2 separate regions of the Pan troglodytes genome follow, and region 1 is linked to region 2. A link is a contact called in public capture Hi-C data. All regions are on one chromosome and are shown on one strand. The core of a region is the stretch at or near the end of the contact, and the rest is flanking DNA. Distances in the headings are between cores, read along the strand shown.

Region 1 (2,759 bases), core at 54-2,553, 310 kb before region 2:
CATCTCTACAAAAAGTTTTAAAACCAGGTATGGTGGTGCCCTCCTGTGGTCCCAGCTACTCGGGAGTCTGAGGTGGGAGGATCACCTGAGCCCAGGAGACTGAGGCTGCAGTAAGGTGTGATTGCACTATTGCTCTCTAGCCTGGAAAACAGAGTGAGACCCTGTCTCAAAAAAAAAAAAAAAAGGAAAGAGTGATGACAACAGCCCAGGGAGCAGCCCCGCTCAGAACCCAAGTCCCAAGTTCCAGCGCTGTGTTCCCAGGCAGGCTGTTTGCCTCTTCCTGGTCTGGAAGCCCTTGGGTCCTATGGTGGCGGCAGCTCCCACAGTCCAGGTTGCCTGGTGGGGACCAATGATTCCATCCGCATGGAAGCCCACGTGTGCACTTAGGGGCCCATAAATGGCAGAAGGGCCCCTCCTTTGGGAGACCATGTCAGTCAGCATCTCTAGGGCAAGCGTGATTACCATTTGTAGAGGGGAAGGAATCAAGGGACTTTAAGCTAGATCAAAATCTGGGGACAAATTCTCCTGCTAACTGCAAGTTAAAATAGGCCCTTTTTACTGAATTTCCTTGTTTGTTTCTCTGAAGACAATGCTTTAGCCCTACTCTTGGGCCCCCAAGTTAGCAGAGTAATCAAAGCTTCCTACCGTTTGGCCTACTATTCCAGACTAGTCCCTCGAGGGGTTCCATTCCAAAATATGCAGAGCTCAGGCTCCCAATTCCGGGCCTGTCTGCTTTGCTTGTGTTTCTCCTGTCTCTGTTCTCCCGGAGGGCCCAGATGGAACTCACGACAGGGAGGGAGACGCTTCCCACAAACCTGCAGGGCTATTTCCCAGAATTTGGTTTTCAAGTACAAAACTTTTTGTCCTGTAAGATATATGCAGCCTCACAGAAGCAGCCTCTGCCTCCACTTTACCAGCTACGTTTTTATCTTAAGCACATGGGGCTCCCTTAGAACTTACTCCACTGATTTAAAAAAAAAAAAAACTGCCTGGCAGCATCTCAGTGTCAGAGTGAGCACGGCACAGGAAAGGCCCGTGGTGACGAGGGTGAGGTGGCCACAGTGACCGGACGACAAATGAGACTCTGCAAATGAGACTCCAGAGGGTGAAGATCTGCGGTCTCCAGACGTCATAGGCCATGTGACCCACTAGGGGCCGCTTACCCCTGGCCGTCCGCTGGCTGAACTGAACGCATTCCCTCTCTCCGCAACTCTCCCGTGAGGCTGCACTAGCACTGGAAGCGGCACTGTTTGCATTGTACATAGGAAGGAAGGAAGTTCTTCCAGCCTCACCAGCACCTGGCAGCGAATCAGAGCCTGTGAGGGCATCCGAAGCAGTGATGCAGTGTCAACCTCCCAGCTGGTGCCACTCTGCCCTCGGGGGCTCCAAGCATTGTAACTCAGTCATGGGAGCTGCCTCTTTGGAAGTGCAGATTTATTCCTGTAATAATCCTGCCTGCTTTTACCTCTCGTCCACTGACTGAGTGTGAGTCGCGGTGTCAGTCGGCACAGTCCAGTGTCCATCTGCATTTGCTCATGCAGAGGGGGTGAGTTGGGCACTCCCTGTTGTTGGTTTTCCTTCTGCAGCGCACTGGGCAGTCTCCCTATAAAACAAAAACCCCACCTTCTGTGCCTTCTGCTTTAGAGCAGAGCTCCCCCTCCCATTTCCTCAGTCTTCCCTGCAGAATCTGTCCACCGGGGAAGGCAGCAGGAACCCTGGGCAGCGGGTGTTCTGGGAAGGCTAGTGACAGCAGATGTCATCCAGGAACAGCCACACACGGTTCTCCAGGCCGCCGTCAGCAGCTCGAGGTGGGGTATGAGTGAGAAGCTGAGGATCTCGCAGCTTGTTGCTGAGCAAGGTGCAACCGGGCTCACGCTGTCATCAGCACAAGACGGGATGGCAAGGGCTTTCAGACGCATTTCTGAGAGTCCAGCAAGCCAGGGGGAAGATGATCCCTTTGCCGAAGTGTTCCCTCTAGCCAACTTTTGGGAGCGCTTCTGTTTGCAAAGCTTTGGGGATGTGCCTGTCTCTGTGTGACCCACGAACGGGAAGGGAGAGCACTGGAGTAATGACACTTCTGCTGCTGCTTTGATTCTCAAGGCTGATCTTTAAAACCCTCGCCTTGCTGACAGGTGCTTTAAAGGCAGTCTGCATCTTTTCTTCCCTTGGTGTGGGAGAGGTAAACACTTTGATTTGCTGAAAGCTGTATGGAGTATATTTGAACAGCTAGTAGTTAGCTTTGAAAGTGGACGTGTGAACAGACACTACCTGTGTCACTTTGGGTCCTTCACTTTACCCCCACAGAAGTCTAGAGGCGTCTGTTACAAAGCGTTACGGGGCGCCTGCATGCAGGAGGAAGGACATGTATTAGCTGGAAATCATCAGGAACCCAGCTTGCCTCCATCTCTCTGAGATGTGCTGGGTACAGCCTGCCCCTCCTAGTTCTGTCCACCGGGAAGAGCCGGCTGGTGGCAGATCCCCAGGGGCAGAGCCCCTGCTGGATCCTGGGAGCTCATCTTTACCTGTGCCGGAGTGGGAACTGTGATTCCAGCCGGGCAGGTCAGAGTAGAGCAGTGCTAAGAGGCTGTTGCAGGAGAACTAGACGGGCGGGGCCTGCTGCATCTGGATCATGTTTCTGTGCTCTGCCCCACGCTAGGGACTCAGGGTCTGGGCTTCTGCCAGGTGAGGAGCAGAGAGACTTCCCTTGGGTGGAGAGGTGTGGGCATGAGAGCCACCCACTGCCAAGCAGCAAGAATGTT
Region 2 (2,700 bases), core at 185-2,684:
AGTGCTGGGAATACAGGTGTGAGCCACCGCACCCGGCCTCTGGATGGTTTTAAGCACGGGAGTTGCATGGTTGGATTTGTGTTAGAAAGGTCACTGCGGCTAAGGAGCGGGAACAGTCTATGCGGAGATAATAAAGAAGGGAGAGAGCCCAGCTGAGACTGAAGCCCAAGGGGCCCCAGGTCTGCGCCCGCTCGGAGGGGTCTGTGATGTGTGACCAGTGCACACCTAACTACACTCATCTGGTGGCTCACTCCTGCCTTGCAGCCAGGCAGTTCATAAATGCTTTATGTCCTGGGGTAGGAGCCTCTAAACCTCATGGTTTTCATTTGCTGTTTTATTTTGATGTTTTATGATTTTATAAATTTAGCAATAATAGAATCTATTTGGAGACGAGTGTGATCAGAAATCTAATAAGTAGCCTCACCAACAGGTTGGAATGTTCCTATTTTTCTTTCTTATTATTTTTTTTTTTTTGTAGAGATAGAGCCTCACTACATTGGCCAGGCTGGTCTTGAACTCCTGGCCTCAAGCAGTCCTCCCGCCTTGGCCTCCCAAAGTGCTGGGATTACAGGTGTGAGCCACTGCGCCCAGCCCTTGTGATCATCCTTTACCTTTAACTTAGTCCTGTTTTCCACTGAAAGCATTCCCTGTGTCTCACGGCCTTGTGACTTAATCTAGCAGATATACCGTGGTCAGCTATCTAGATTGTTGTCCTGATTGTTTTGCAGTTGTAGTTCCTCTGTGATGAGCCTTACTGCTCCCTGCAGCTCTTTCTAAAATTAGGTCAAATGCTAATGTTTTTATGAATATGTTTCTATGACTCTTGATACAGATGTAGCTAGTGTTCTGTGGGCCTGTCAGGTGTGCCAGCTACTTGGTCTGGCCTCACAGTGGGCTGGAGGTCAGCTGACAACAGTACAAAGATACGTGGGAAAAACTCTCCTCAAACCATGTTTTTCCTCCACTGTCACACCACAACAGTCATTGACACAGAAGATGACTTCTGTGACCAAATGTGTAGGGGGTTTTTCCACACACACCAAACAGCGGACACCAGCTGGGTGTCCTCTCGTTCACTTCCGACACTGTCTACCAGGAGACAGCCCCACAGATTGGGGGCTCAGTCCCCAAGACTGCCCACCCCCCGCCCACCCACTTACCCACACACCAGTTGTATGTCTGGGCCTCCAGAGCTTCTGAACGACCAGCTTCAAGTTGGGGTTCCCATGACCCTCTCTTTGGATTCTATTAATGTGCTGGAGTGGCTCACAGAACTCAGGGAAACACTTAATATTTACTGGTTTGTTATAGAGGACATCGCAAGGATACAGAAGAAGAGACAGGTAGGGCCAGGTACAGAGTAAGGGGCGTGGAGCTTTCATACCCTCCCCGGGGGCCACCCTCCAGGAGCCTCCATGCGATCAGCTCTGGAAGCTCCCTGAACCCTGTCCTCTTGGGTTTTTCTGGAAGCTTCCTGTCAGCAGCATTCCTTCTCCCAGGGGATAGGAGGGGACTCTCATGGAGTAAGACCAACAAGGTAAGGACATTAGAGGATGGCCTTGGGGCAGGTGCAAGGAGATCAAGGGACTGTCAGAGGCTGCCCCTGCGGCCTCACACACCCCACATAACAAAAGACAAGGGCTATGAGAGTTAGGAGCCAGGAAACAAGTATCCTAACACCACAAGGAAGACCCGTACCTGTTATCCTACTGTGTGATGTCTGTGTTCCGCCATGATATGTCTCCTTAACAGCCTGTGTTGGTCTCTTTTATGCAGAGTGAGGGGCTCTAAGCAGATGAATACACTCCAGTGTGCTCGTTACGTTTACCAGACCGAAGGCATTCGTGGCTTCTATAGAGGATTAACTGCCTCGTATGCTGGAATTTCCGAAACTATAATCTGCTTTGCTATTTATGAAAGTTTAAAGAAGTATCTGAAAGAAGCTCCATTAGCCTCTTCTGCAAATGGGACTGAGAAAAATTCCACAAGTTTTTTTGGACTTATGGCAGCTGCTGCTCTTTCTAAGGGCTGTGCCTCCTGCATTGCTTATCCACACGGTATGTTTTGCTTTTGTTCTTCCAGAGCAGTAAAACAGCTGTCACGTTTGTTGTTTGTGGGTATATCTAGACTTCTGTGGCGCACATTGAGGTGCAGGATCCCTGCAGGTAAGGTCAGTGAGTATGAGGGAAACAGCTCTAACCGCATGGACAGAGGTCACGTGAGTGGTGGGAACTCGACCTTACTCAAATCCAGCTGATAATAGCCAAAACTTGTTGTGCAGAAACGCAGGTCCTGGGTTGCTGAACTTTTGCTGTTTTCAAGGAAGCTAAAAATCTGGATTGTATTTAATATTCCTTGAATCAAAATAATAATATGGGAGCCAAACTTACTCAGCCTCGGCGGGGCACGGTGGCTCACGCCTGTATTCCCAGCACTTTGGGAGGCTGAGGCGGGCGGATCATGAGGTCAAGGGATTGAGACCAGCCTGGCCAACATGGTGAAACCCCGTCTCTACTAAAAATACAAAAATTAGCTGGGTGTGGTGGCGCACGCCTGTAGTCCCAGCTACTTGGGAGGCTGAGGCAGGAGAATCGCTTGAACCCGGGAGGTGGAGGTTGCAGTGAGCCGAGATCAAGCCACTGCACTCCACCCTGGCAACAGAGCGAGACTCTGTCTCAAAAAAAAAAAAATAATAATAAT

What was found. Capture Hi-C pulls out chosen DNA fragments and counts their contacts.
Region 1: a contact with region 2 is called in a capture Hi-C map of stem cell-derived neural stem cells, with 4 times the contacts expected there. The contact joins two enhancer-like sites. A contact is called at or near these places in 3 of 7 Hi-C or Micro-C datasets (blood and induced pluripotent stem cells), 1 of 1 datasets of contacts at active chromatin or transcription factors (stem cell-derived excitatory neurons) and 1 of 1 other capture datasets (stem cell-derived neural stem cells).

Annotation. Positions count from the first base shown.
Region 1 is chr1:222,731,620-222,734,378 of NHGRI_mPanTro3-v2.0_pri, reverse strand. H6PD (hexose-6-phosphate dehydrogenase/glucose 1-dehydrogenase) reads left to right here. Exons shown (of 5, transcript XM_003307794.6): 5 at 1-2,759. Among named protein-coding and RNA genes, the nearest start is that of SPSB1, 23 kb to the right of the region's middle. Within about 2 kb of position 1,303, at least 5 of the 24 cell types and tissues checked have an H3K27ac peak or open chromatin away from gene starts, as enhancers often do. A contact at or near this core is called in stem cell-derived neural stem cells, where this site is marked.
Region 2 is chr1:222,419,640-222,422,339 of NHGRI_mPanTro3-v2.0_pri, reverse strand. SLC25A33 (solute carrier family 25 member 33) reads left to right here. Exons shown (of 7, transcript XM_009447908.5): 6 at 1,777-2,057. Among named protein-coding and RNA genes, the nearest start is that of TMEM201, 9.2 kb to the right of the region's middle. Within about 2 kb of position 1,434, at least 1 of the 24 cell types and tissues checked has an H3K27ac peak or open chromatin away from gene starts, as enhancers often do. A contact at or near this core is called in stem cell-derived neural stem cells, where this site is marked.